Linked DNA regions of Ovis aries: region 2 is linked to region 1. Evidence: chromatin contacts called from public Hi-C data. All regions are on one chromosome and are shown on one strand. The core of a region is the stretch at or near the end of the contact, and the rest is flanking DNA. Distances in the headings are between cores, read along the strand shown.

The links. Hi-C and Micro-C count contacts between places; a contact is called where the count stands out from the background.
Region 2: a Hi-C map of tail adipose tissue shows a contact between it and region 1, with 8 times the contacts expected there. The contact joins two enhancer-like sites. A contact is called at or near these places in 12 of 16 Hi-C or Micro-C datasets (blood, hypothalamus, liver and 6 more).

What each region holds. Positions count from the first base shown.
Region 1 is chr7:33,662,283-33,669,195 of ARS-UI_Ramb_v3.0, reverse strand. No RefSeq gene overlaps it. Among named protein-coding and RNA genes, the nearest start is that of FSIP1, 9.4 kb to the right of the region's middle. Within about 2 kb of position 3,890, at least 4 of the 54 cell types and tissues checked have an H3K27ac peak or open chromatin away from gene starts, as enhancers often do.
Region 2 is chr7:33,875,905-33,883,198 of ARS-UI_Ramb_v3.0, reverse strand. EIF2AK4 (eukaryotic translation initiation factor 2 alpha kinase 4) reads right to left here. Exons shown (of 35, transcript XM_060418589.1): 26 at 6,949-7,065; 27 at 5,163-5,228; 28 at 1,578-1,748; 29 at 1,020-1,154. Among named protein-coding and RNA genes, the nearest start is that of SRP14, 26 kb to the left of the region's middle. Within about 2 kb of position 4,883, at least 8 of the 54 cell types and tissues checked have an H3K27ac peak or open chromatin away from gene starts, as enhancers often do.

The DNA of each region.
Region 1 (6,913 bases), core at 2,641-5,140:
AATGACCAGTGGAGTACCTTTTAAGCCAACAGGTGAGGAAGAATATCACAGATGGGTTAATACTTGAAATATTAACCATATCACAGCAGTGCATCCAATTCCTCTACCCTCCTTACCTTGCTCAGCTCCTTCACATGTATTGCCTCAGGGAAGATCGGGTGAAGGCATTCATTACCTCAAAGGAAACCAAATAGCCTGTGAGTCCCTTTCTAGTTTTTGTATATCAAAGCCAAGGTCTTAGAAAAGCAGAGGGAACTCTTGGGATTAGCCTAATGGATATTTGGTCATGATTTTCAAGAGTTGGTGGGTGATCCTGGCATCTAGTGAGTAAAGGCCAGGGATGCTGCTAAACATCCTGTGATGCACAGGACAGCCCACCACTGCAAAGACTTACCTGGTCCAAAATATTAATAACACTGTGATTGAGGAACTTTCGGTTAGCCAAACACTGAGAAGCCTTGAATGAGCCAAACATCGGGAAAGCTTGGATTAGCCAAAGGTTTGAGATAGTTTGAGGAGGGAAAACCATCTCCCCTCAGTAGAAAAAAGCTTCCCTGGAATTGAGGATAGTAGAGAAGAGAAGTCAGGGGTAAGTGATAAGATACAGACATCTGTACCTTCTGGATAAAGGGGTCCTTTTGCTGCCTCCCAGACAACGCCCCAAGAACATAGCAAAACAAAGAAAGATTTGCACAGTTGCAAGGGGACCTGTGTGTGCCTTGCTCTCCAGGTCCTGCATCCCTGTGGAGAGTTTGGTAGTGAGTCCAGGAGCCAGGGCTTCACTCAGGTATTTACATACAAGTCTGAAAGAGAAGCCCAAAGTTCAGAGGGATGGAAGGGATGGACTGCTGCCTTAAATGGGGCAAGGAATGACCACATAGGCAATGGCACAGAGGACAGAGGCTGTCTGCACTCGCATGCCCCACAGCGCCCACGGTGTCATGTGAGAGGGAAGGAAACCTCGCATGTCAGAGTCTATTATCCCAGGGTCTCAAGAGGAAAGTAAGCTGTAGCAAAATAATAAAGCAAACTATATATTTTCTCACACTTTGGGGGTGAGGGTGGGGGACTGAAGCAATTTGTATTTAAATCCTGAAGACAAAATGAGGTTTTAAGTTTCTTTTCAACTCTGAGATTTTATGCTTCTGTAGTATATTATTTGACATAGAAATAGATGGTTATAAAAATCTTTTCTAGTTTATTTTGACTTCCCTCTAACAAAATTGTCATTCTTGTTTGCATTTTCTTCGTGGTGGTTTTTATGGAGGAAATCTGGTGTAAACAGGTTTTATTTATATACTACTCCCCTAAAGTCCATGAAGAATTGGACTCCAGCCTTCTGCCTCTGGGCTGTTTCTCTGTGAGAAACATTTACTCTAAGTTCATGATCATTTAAAAGGCAAATGATACAAGGGATAATTTTCTTCTCAAACCCAGCTTTTGAAAGATAATATTAGGACTTTACCTGATTTTAAATATAGATGAAATAATGACTACAGGTCTAGAGAAATGAGAAAATTAGAATTGCATCGAAAAAGAAAATTGTACCTAAAACTTTGTACAAGTTTTTCAGTGGTTAACTGGAAAGTTGACTTCGAGAAAGACTAATACATTCTGTCCTTGTGAAGACTGAACATATAAGAGTGCATTTATGTGAACACATCATAAGTTGGAGCAGATGCCTTCATCCATTTCCTAAACATCCACTTTCCTTCCTTCTTCATAATGTCTGCTCTATCCCATCTCCAGGGGAGATCATGATTAGAGGAAACTTCTTGCTATATTTAAGACTAATCCATGTGTAAATATAAAAATACAAATTAACTTTATAAAGTGAGACCTACAAAAGTCTATTTAAAAAGCTTCTGAATTTTGCAATGCACCATCGGACTGAACAAAACAAAGAAACAAGAAATCGTATGCATCCTTAAAGAGAATTGAGAAAATGAGATTTAGGCCTTCAGGGTCAGAGTCGATGGCTTTTTGCTGATATGTCAAATGATGTCAATTTACTCAGATAATTCCTTTGGTTTGGCTGTATGAACTAGGCAATTGTAGGCTGTTCTGAATTACATTTTCCCCCCATATCTTCTCAATAACAAAGAAGAAATATTTCTTTTTCAAAACGATTTTTATTGGAGTATAGTTGATTTACAATGTTGTGTTAAGTTCTGCTGTACATCAAAGAGAATTACTTATACATATATCCACTCTTTCTAAGATTCTTTTCCTGTATGGTCATTACAAAGTATTGAGAAGAGTTCCCTGGCTTTTAGGGGCTTCTCTGGTGGCTCAGACAGTAAAGAATATGCATGCCTGCAATGCAGGAGACACTGGTTTGATCCCTGGGTTGGGAAGATCCCCTGGAGTAGGAAATGGCAACCCACTCCAGAGGAGCCTGGCGGACTACGGTCCATAGGATTGCAAAGAGCTGGACACAACTAAGCGACGCTTTCACTTTCCCTAGCTTTTAGTTTTTATTGGAGTATAGTTGAAGGTGTATTTATTAAAGCACTTTTAAGAATTACTGCTTTTTAAGAGTAAGTTTGCTTCAGAATAATGCTAGTTTGCTTCAGAAATTAATTTAAAACCCCCATGATATTATAGATAAATATGTATAAAATATAGAATGTAATAGATTAAACTATTCTAGAATTGTATTTATCATTAACCATATACTTTAAAAAGCTAAAGTGAAGGTAATATAAATTTCTTTGCAATAACTACTTCAGATCATTAGAATATTAGAAGATCTTAATTAATTTTAACTTATAATTTTCTCTGCCTCAAAGTTTATTCCTGTGGTAGCATTTGGCTTCTCTTTGCCTGCTTTGTATTTATATATGATTCACTGTAGGATATTAAAGCACAGTCCACAGACTTCTGTAGGAAATGATATGATCTCTATTTTGCAGATGGGAAAACTAGACGCACAGATGGCCCTAAGAGATGAAGCAAATTAGAGACAGAGCTAAAAACAGTACAGAAGGTATTAAGAACCAGCTCTTCCACTGCATCCTCCAAAGCACGGATGATCGTTATCATCTCTCATTATTATGACTATTTTTTGAATACCCACTTGGCACATATTATTAAACTATGCTGGAGACTGTATTAAAAGTCTTAATGCCTGACAGCTGTTTTTCTCAATGTTATTTCCCAAAGTTCCTTCTGCTTCATGATTTCCTGTTTCGTGATAGAGTCATTCAGTTCGAATAAATGTTAAGAAACTTACTGGAATGCCAAAACTGAGATCACTCAGCTGAGAGTACTCAGAGTCGTCATCTTCTGCCCCAGGTCCTCCTTGTTAATTCTGAGTCTGAAAGAAGTGAAAGTGAAAGTCACTCAGCCGTGTCTGACTCTTTGAGGCTCCGTGGGCTATACAGTCCACGGAATCCTGCAGGCCAGAATACTGGAGTGGGTAGCTGTTCCCTTCTCCAGGGGCTCTTCCCAACCCAGGGACTGAACAGGGGTCTTCTGCATTGCAGGCGGATTCTTTACCAACTGAACTATCAGGGAAGCTCTGAGTCTACCCTTAGTCTCTACCCTTAGTTTAATTTGAGAGTCATTGCCTTCACATCACTCTCACCCAGTGCTTAACCATATTCTTCCATGCAGGCATACAAAATGTTAACAAGATTCTTTCATTCATAACAGTAAGTATTATTGCATTTAACACGCATTATTGTGATGGAATATGTGTTTGAGACATGGTGCCTGCCCTCTGGACAGTTTAAGGGAGGAAAAAACCCACAAGAGACAGAGAGCAATAAATGATCAAATGCTGACAAAAGTGCTGAGGGAGGGACAATAAAAATTATCCTTCACCAAGAGTGTGCATCTTCCCCAGGGATCTTGTTTTCATGGATGGCAAATTTTTCTTTAAATCCAGGAAATTTCTTCCTCCATAAAATGCCCATTTACTTCATATATTCATAGCACTTAGAATTTGGAAGATCTTAGCCTAGTTATATACCACCTCTGTAATTTAATATGAAGAGATGGATGCCCAGGAGATTAAGCAATTTTTTTCAAGGCCATGGACCAGAACTCATGAGTTTCATAAATGCCTAATCCATAAACAAGATGTGTGGAGGGGAAACCAGTGCTTTAAAGTGTCTTTTCCATGACACTGAGAAGATGAAATATTTCTCTAACTAATGCTTTTCTTCCTGCTTTTATCATGAATAGATAGGTAACTACTACATATTAGCACTCAGAAATTCCCCTTAACTTCTGATGCTTACTATCTAAAATGAGCGGTGGTGAGGAGTTGGAGGGGATTACTATGACCATCTAGTGCCTGCCTCTGACAGGCTCTCCAAGCAAGTAGGTATGACTAGAGAAAGGCTGAAAAGCTCACTTGCTCAGAAATAGCTTGCTAGAGGATTTGACTCAGGGTAAGTGACCAACATAAAAGTAGACGAATGCAGGAATGCAAATGTGCCACCTGAATACAAAATTCCCATAAATTTGGGCCAAGTTACTGAGCGCCAAAGTATTGATGCTTTTGAACTGTGGTGTTGGAGAAGAGTCTTGAGAGTCCCTTGAACTGCAAGGAGATCCAACCAGTCCATTCTAAAGGAGATCAGTCCTGGGTGTTCATTGGAAGGACTGATGCTAAAGATGAAACTCCAGTACTTTGGCCACCTCATGCGAAGAGTTGACTCATTGGAAGACTCTGATGCTGGGAGGGATTGGGGGCAGGAGGAGAAGGGGACAACAGAGGATGAGATGGCTGGATGGCATCACTGACTTGACGGACATGAGTTTGAGTGAACTCCGGGAGTTGGTGATGGACAGGGAGGCCTGGCGTGCTGCAACTCATGGGGTCGCAAAGAGTCAGACACGACTGAGCTACTGAACCGAGCTGAACTGAACTAGATACATAACAAAAATAGTTCACAGTTTCCACAAAAATACCAAGTTATCTGCATCAAAACATATAAGATAAGTGAGCATTTAATGGATGACAGGTATGAAGTGAACCTGATAATTTACCTTTTTCATTCTTCTGCATAGATTAGAAGTTTGCTTTTTTTTGAAGCAAAAGTACTCATTAACAGTTGCAAGAAAACATTCAATACAGAATCTCAAGAACATTTTAATTTCTCTATTTCTACAATGTAAGGAAAAGTATTCAGAAGTTGCCTTCCCATTATTTAATAGATGGGTGTAAATTGGAGCCTGGAAAAGTGAAGAGGCTTGTCCTAGAATCAACAATAGAGGGAGATGTAAACCCAAATCTCATAAAACCTAAGCCATTTTCAACTCATTCTATTGCATTGTGCTGTAAAAATAGGGCACGCTGATTGTGGTTTTGCTCTGTTTAATTCTTTGTAGATCACAGAGGAGAAGACTGGTGGCTGTTACCACTGTCCAGATGTTTCTAAACAGGCAATTCTTGCTTATCTGCTTGATGAACATAGTTTTTTCTTATACCAGTATGAATACTGTGGAAATTCAGACTGGAACACATGAGCAGGTGGTTTCCAAAGACAGCCAAGTCTGCTAATGTCAGATATTCACAGACTCTTGGAGATGAAAGTAAGCTTAGAAATCGTTATCCTGCCTCTTATTTTACTAGATGGAGAAACAGATTGAGAGAAATTAAGAGACCAGGTCAGCTCGTTGCAGATTCTGGCTGAGAAAGCAGAGATGTGTAATTTAAAATGGTTTTGTGTGCCAGTGTTGGAGTTATGTAATACATTTTGATCCAAATTAGTATATTAATTCCAGTTTGTCTATGATGATAAAATGAAGAGAAAATAAATGCAGTTAAATAAGTAATGAATGATCAAATAAGAAAAAGGATTTAAACAAGAAAGCCAATAGTCATCAAAATAATGACTGGTTCCTAGTCTAACAAACTTTTGTCTGTTCAGATAGAAACATTATTTTGAATTTGAACTGCGAGAAAATATGTGTGAGGAGTGAGTGAGACCCCAAGAACATCAGGATGGCAGCCTGAGAGCTGCAATGAACACCCCTTGTGATTGTTCACCTTTGACTTCTTTATCTCTGAGATGTTAACTCAGAGAAGAAAAATTTTTCTTCGTTGTTACTGAAGATCTTTGAAGTTTGATCTGAATATATTTCAAATGTGCGATATAAATTTAACTTTTTTTATGTTAAATCAAAAGGCTTTTATAATAATAAAGTTTATAAGATTTTAATTCTAGAATACATTTTACTATACAGAGACCCAATTTAAAACAAAAAATGAACAAACAAAATACCCTATGGGGTCAGGGGGTCAGAGACCTAGCTCAGTTCAGAAGTGATTTGGAATCAGACAAGCATGAAGCATGACACCCGGTCCTTGGACTGTGTTCTGAAATTATGAGTTTCTGCTCAGGATTAATTGTTACATTGAAATTACTAAATTTCATTATCCACCGGCAGAGTCTCACATCCATATTCCTGGCAGGGGCCAAATGCCAGAAGCAGAACCGTATAATCTCAACTGTCATCCAGCAATGGAGACTGCAGCTAGCCTTGGGAAACTTCTGGCAACTCTTTAAATCTTTACAGGTACAGAATTGCTTCAGGTGACCAAACTGTGGAGCCAGCAGGATAAATCAGAGAATAAAATAGTCTGTTACTGTGAGAAATTTCAAGAAGAGAAATTTTCCCTTTCTGGTGAGAATGACTCACTTAGTGGAGCTGATTTCTTGAGGGCAGAACTGGGATGGCCCAACCCCACGGGCCAAAAATTTTTTTTTCTGGATTTTAGAATGTATCTTTATTCTCTTTATTTTACTACTTTTTAAATAATTAATTTTTAAAAAGTTTTGGTCACTCTTTGTGGCATTGTGGGATCTTAGTTCCCTGACCAGGGATCAAAGCCACATATCCTGCATTGGACCTGCACTTTCTGCCTTGAAAGTCAGGATCTTAACCACTGGGTTGC
Region 2 (7,294 bases), core at 3,634-6,133, 210 kb before region 1:
GGGAGGCGCACTACCCCGAGGCAGATATGGAAGTCCTGACTCCCCACTGAACCCTCTCTGAGGCCTGCTGGTGCTTGGTAGAAGGCTTATTAGCAAAAGACAAACCTATAGATTCAAGAAGCTGGGAAAAATCAAATAACAGGACAAATCCCAAGAAAGTCCTGCCAAGACACATAATTGAACTTCAAACTAAAAGCAAAAAAAAAAACAAAAAAAAATCTTAAAAGCATCAAGAGTCATCTTTCCTATAGGGGAAAAATAATTCAAATAACCCAGATTTCTCATCAGAATCCAGAAATTTTGGGTAAATACAGTAAACTTTCTTCTTTTCTTGAGTTTTTCAGAGTTCAACACTGGAAGCAAAAAGCACAACACTGTTTGATGTGGACCTCAATGTACACTGAGGAAATATTTAAGACAATCATATATAGGGGATGAGTAAAGGACATAAAGGAGTTAAGGTTCTATTACTATATTCCACTGTATCTCAACTGTGGTGGTAATTACAGGGATTTACATATGTGATAAAAATGGCTCAGAATTAGACATGTACTGTATGTGGAGGTCCGTGTCCTGGGCTTGGTATTTTATTATGGTTATACCAGCTTTAACCATTGGAAGAAACGGGATAAAAAGTACACAAGACCTCTCTGTACTATCTCTGCAATATCCTGTAACCCTATTAGCTATTTACACAAAAGTTAAAAATAGTACAAATGCATTTCATAAGACATTTCTATTCCTAGTTGAAATATATATAGGTGTTCAGTAATACCAGTGATTCAATTTTTCTGTAGTTTCAAAACATTTCTTCCCTGGTGGTCCAGTGGCTAAGATTCAATGCTCCCAAGGCACAGGGTCCGAGTTCGATCCCTGGTTTGGGAACTAGATTCCATATACCACAACTAAGAGTTTGCATGCCACAGCAAAGATCAAAGCTCCCACGTATGGCAACTAAGACCCGGTGCAGCCAAATAAGTAAATATTAAAATAACAAGCTGAGGAAGAAGTGCCCTCACCAGCAGGTCATATCTACCACCAGCTGCAAGGATTTCAGATATAGCCCTTTGCCTCCGTCTGATGAATGCCACAAACTGGAAGATGATTCCGCTATGCTGCTGCACCTTGTAGACCAAGCCCAAATTGATCAGGACCTGTCAAGGGAAATGCCACACGGATGTGTCAAGGGCTTGAGATTTAAAGAGTGTGCAATGCTGAAGACCTCATTTTCTATCATGAACATCAGAACAATATATTTAGTATAAACAAAATATTCAGTACACAGTCTGTTGGACCACAGCCTACCAAGTAAGAGGAGCTCTGTTCTTTTCAAGAATAACCACCTCTCTTGAGGCTGACATAGTAAGAATTACCACACAATAGGAATTGTGATGCTCACAAAGAAATTCTGATATAAGCCAAAATTATTACTAGGTATCAAATGTTCCAAAATGTGGAAAGCAGCATCCTTCTGGAAAAATAAAACACTTAACTAGCATTAAAATAAAACCCATTTCCCCCTTGTGTTATTATTAATGCTACAAATTTGCGCTGCCAGAATCAAACAACCGCCAAACCTGTAACTTTATGCCAAATTTCTTCAACAGTCCAACGACCTCCTCCAGATCTTTTAAGCCGTACTTCACCAACTGGGCAACACCTGTTTTCTGTTTTACTAATGAATTTATGGTTGGGGTTAGATCTTGCAGCTCTCCCTTCTGCTCAATAAATTTGTAGAGTCGACACAGCTGGAAAGCAAGGAGGCACAGTTAGCTTCCAAAATCCATGGCCAGAAAGACTCACTTTGCTGCATGTTTCCTATACACAGGGGGGAGTGGCAGAGCTCTTGCACCTCCAAAAGGGTAGATTTTGTGGTCAAGGCTAATTTTAGTCTTTTCCACAGTCCCCACTAAGGATCATTGTTTTCCAACAACTCTAAGGCACCTCGCAGAAGTACTCCAGGTCCCTACTCACAGTTCATTTTCAGTCCCACACACAGCGAATGCCGACCCCAGCAGAGCAGACCCTGACACTAACAGAGCCTCCATTATATGTATTTTCAGGCCAGTATTGTTCCTCTTTGCCTTCTTCATGCTTGTGAAATTCCATGACTATAGGCATGTCAACGAGGGACAGGAAGGCAAGGTCTGACTCGTTCTAACACTACACTGAATTAGGATGGGTATTTCCTGTCCTCCCTTGAATAATTCCTACTTGTAGGCTTGAGATGCAGTTTGGATACCACCTCCTACAGGCAGCCCCCAATGCCTTCTCTTCCAGCTCAGACCTCATCCCAGATCCCAGCTCTCCGCAGCTGTACTCGTCGTCTTCGCCAGGAGGGGGCAGCAGCTAGCAATGATCCATCTGTGGACCGGGCACAGGCCCTGGCCCAGTGCAGTTAAAGAGGAATTAACTATGATCATAAAACCAGAAAAAAAGACTCCAGGGGCTAACGTGGAAACTAACAGGCAAAACTATAGCTACTTTGAGACTATAGGCAGACAGAACCTGGTTCATCTATAACCAGGTACATGGAATTGAAGAGCTGAATGAAGACTTATGAATGAAACTTAAGGTAGTTCCATAATCATAAATCACTTATATTTAAAAAAAAACCCCAAAGTGTTAATAATTTCTTTAGTATCTTAAAGGTAACATTTAAAAATTTTATGTCTTTGATTTTACTTTTTTCTTAATAAGATTTTTTAAAAAATTATATTATCCCATTAATCAGAGAAGGAAATGGCAACCCTCTCCAGTGTTCTTGCCTGGAGAATCCCGTGAACAGACGAGCCTGGCAGGTCCCAGTCCATGGGGTCACAGGAGGCAGACACAACTCAGTGACTAAACCACCACCACCACCCCATTAATAAACCACCAGAAGCATCAGAATTTACACCCCCAGATTCTGGTACTCAACCTATCACCAAGTAACTCCATGTACCGTGGGATAAGTCACACATCTCTTTGGGCTTTAGGTGCCTTGTCTGTAAAATATGAAGACTGGGCCAGATATTTGAAACTTCCCTGCAGTATTTCTACTCCCTCTTCTAATACTCTTAGGGTTCCCTTTTAAAATAATGAGAGTACCAAACGCCTATGCATGCTAAGTCACTTCAGTTGTGTCCGACTTTTTGCGACACTATAGCCCATCAGGCTCCTCTGTCCCTGAGAATTCTTTAGGCAGGAATACTGGAGTGGGTGACCATGCCGTCCTCCAGGGGATCTTCCTGACTTAGGGACTGAACCCAGGTCTCTTATGTCTCCTGTGTTGGCAAGCGGGTTCTTTACCACTGAGCCACCTGGAAAGCCCACCAATGCCTATATTAGATACTAATTTTTCCATTCTGAACTAATCAAACACACAACTTTGAATTAACGCTTAATATCAAATGACTGGGCTTCCCAGGTGGTGCTAGCAGTGAAGAGTCCACCTGCTAAAGAAGGGACGTTAAGAGACACAGGTTCGATCCCTGGGTTGGGAAGATCCCCAGGAGGCGGGCACGGCAACCCACTCCAGTACTCTTGCCTGGAAGATCCCATGGACAGAGGAGCCTGGTGGGCTAGGGTCCATGGGCCTGCAGAGTCGGACACGACAAGCGGCTGAGCATACATGCACATCACATGACTAATGGGTAGAGATTCAGCAAAAAGCAAAGCAGCTGACATTTTAGCAACCAATGTGGCTATCTTGTGCAAGCGTGAAGTATTTTGAAATGTGATATTAGTTCAGAGAACCTTTTAGGCTTGAACCATTTTAAAGAGTCACTGAACTGGGCAGTTTCTTGGACAGATTCTTTGTGTTATTTATACATGGGACTATTTCTGCACATGGCTATGTGCTATGTACATATCTAGGGTATTGCATAAATACTGTCCTTTGTACTAGAATATTATGTCATTGAATCACTCTGTAGTTATTAATACCTCCTATAATAGTTAACATTTAAAATGCAATCTGGTCTAATTTCCAGAGTTCCTAGCGCTATGTATCTGGTTTACTTTCCCAACCTGCAAACTATTAATATTTGAGTGAGTTCTTTAAACTGTGACACCCCGTGAAAGTTGTGAGCTGAGGGTAGACACATACTGGATGGATGCCCTTATGGCTTTTAAAGGCCAATATGAAAGAAGAAGTTGAAAGCAGTCCATGGACTCTTCCACTGACCTCTCTCTACATCCCTAGCCCTGTGCCTGACACATGGTAGGCGCCCTAGAATCTGAATAACTCTGCCCGGCCTGCACACCATCATATTTTATTTTATCCCATAAGTGAAGTTTGCTCATCACCGTAGGGTTCCCAGGTGGCTCAGTGGTAAAGAATCTGCCTGCCAAGCAGGAGACATGGGTTCCATCCCTGGGTGGGGATGATCCCCTGGGGAAGGAAATGGTAACCCACTTCAGTATTCTTGCCTGGGAAATCCCATGGACAGAGGAGCCTGGTGGGACACAGTCCATGGGGCTGCAAGAGACTTAGTGGCTAAATGACAACAGGATTATGTAACTGAGTGTCAGACCAGGTCTAGAAGGGCTCTGGGAAAGTAAAAAAAAGAAAAAAAAAAAAAACACTTCTCTTAAATAAATATTCAGGAAAATGTAAGAAATCCCTGTTGTCTTTTGCTTTTCAGGGGCTCAGTTAAGTCAGAGTGACTGGCAAAGATCTGGGCCCAACCTCATGCTCGAAGAGAGAAACGACAAACCTATTTGCCCTGTGAGATTTTCCTCACTGCCAGTGAGATTTTAGGAGTAGGTAATGCCCCAGAAAAGCCAGAGCTATAATGCAGCTCTGAGGTGCTGGAAGACTAGGAGGTGGGGAGGCCTGTGAGGTGGAGCTCTGTGTCGCAAACGATCCTGAAGAATCTACTTCAGCAGAGGCCGAGCAGCGTGAGGTATGCTTGGCAGGAGGCTCCACCGAGCACAGCCTTGGCAAGGAGTGTGAAGAGAAGGATATGGTGTCAGGAAAACAGCATGGAGACGCATTCTTTGATCATGGCCCTGATTTCTCCTCCCCTAATTCCAGACGTTGCCATGGCAGCTACTTGAGGGAAAAACTGTCTGAGGTGGCGGGAAGCGCCGCTGCCTGACTGCAGTGAGAATTTGGCATTTTCTGGAATCACAGTGTTACAGGGACAGCCGTAATCACACCATTGAAAGATACTTACACTATTTGATGACAAGGATAGATTACAAAATTTAGCTTCCACTTCTCTCCTCGTCAGCTTTTCTGTCTAATGGAGAAGAAGGAGGTAACAATGAGAGTCACATTTGGCCTGAACAAGGTACAGTTTCCAGGCTAATTCTGACAGGCGTATCCTTCGTTTTGGACAAACTGCTCCTCATCACGAAAGATGGATTAACTGATTAAAAGACTTTTTTTCCCTCCACAATTCACATAGGCTATATAACTAACATTGTTTTAAAATGTGGGAAAGATTGAGGGTGAGAGAAGGGGGCAAAGAGGATGAGATGGTTGGATGGCATCACTGACTCAATGGACATGAGTCTGAGCAAACTCTGGGAGATAGTGAAGGACAGGAAAGTCTGGTGTGTTGTAGTCCACGGGGTCGCAAAGAGTTGGACACGACTGAGTAACTGAACAACAATTCCTGACAAAAAAGAATTAACAAGGGGAAAGCTGTACTTGCTGAATGGTGAGGTGACCCAGAGGAAGAGAGGCTTACCCAGGGGTGCTTATGCTAGAGTCAACTGATCCATATCCCCTAATGAAAGCCACGTGTGGACAGGCTCTGAGTGCCACCCCATGCTGCCAGGCAGCCTATAGAATATGAACAAGAGTGATGGGAAGCTCTCTGCACCATCCCTGGGCTTTCTGCCAGCCTCCCGCTGACACTCTGTTCTATCTGTCCCTGCCAAACAGCAGCAGCACTTTGGGAGGAGAAAAGAAACATGAAGAAGCAAACACTAAAGTTAGGACCCTTGATGTGTCCCAGGAAGATGAAATAAAAGCTGGTTGAGCTTTTTAGTGTACAAAAAACCGTCAACCATTATGAACTTCCCCAGCTTATCCTGTCTTAATTATAGGCTGTTTGGCACTGCTAGTGACTATATCTTCTTGATGTTATTATAAAAATAATATTTAACATGAAAAGAAATTAGAAAAGATAAGGAAGGATTCACCTCCACCCCAGCACCATAATATTTAAGATCTTCACTGTCCCTCCTTCAGGCTTTGCACAAATACCGGAGAGTAATAAAGACAACGATGTGGCTAAATTCGGAAGGGCAATGGGAGGTGATGCTGCCCCAGTCTCACATAAATGAGGTGATAAATGAGGCCCCAAGAAAAGTCTAAACCAGTCTCCCCCAGTCTATAAATGACTTCACTGATAAGCTCAGACAGGCTGGAAGAATTATGGGCAGGACATAAGTCTTTTACTATCAAAACTAATACTCCCTTTCTTGGCCTCTCTAAAGGACAATAACAGTGCTTGTGAGATTAACTTAGGCAAGTTAATCTTCATAAAGGGTTTAGAACAATGCTTGGCACATATATTCTGAGCACAGTGCATGCTTAGTAAGGGCTGACTATTTTTAAACTTATTACAGGCAAGTATCAGGACCAATTACTTAGTGATTTTTTTGCCTTAAGAAGCAAGTGAGTGAAGAAGTTTATTACCTTATAAATTAAATAAGATAATTCAATCTTCAGAAGTTACCCTTGCAAACAAACCATGGAGGTGTGCTACTAGGGACTAGTAGCACAAGGCTTAGTACAGGATAAAAGCTCAACCAATACTTGTTAACTATTGATAGAAAAACAAAAACAAAACTGTTGGTAGAATCAAAGCCATTGGTTCTTTTACCTCAGAGCAATGAGGGGAAGGAGATAAAATTCCCAATTCAGTTTTATGGTTACATCACTAAGAAAATTCTCATCAGCTATTATTATTATCCTTCAATATCAACTCAAAGGAATTAAATGCTTACCACAGCATCATACAGAATAACATAGACTTGGCTGAGTTTATCTTCTGGGATCCCACAGTGTAAGAGTATTGCTTTCAGTAACATGGTATGGTTCAAGTAAATACTGTAATTTCTTTCCTAGGATAGAGAAATTATTATTTTCATTATAAAAGCAACACAGGCACCTGACAAAATCTAGACTCTTATCCCCCATTTACCAAACTGACACAATGGAAGGAATGAATTCTAGCATATTGCCTTCTAGTTTACTTTTTCATATATATTCTTCTTACACTGTTGTGGTCAGAGTATAATATGTTAATAATTTAATCTTTATCATACACATCAGAAATACTTTCATCTCCAG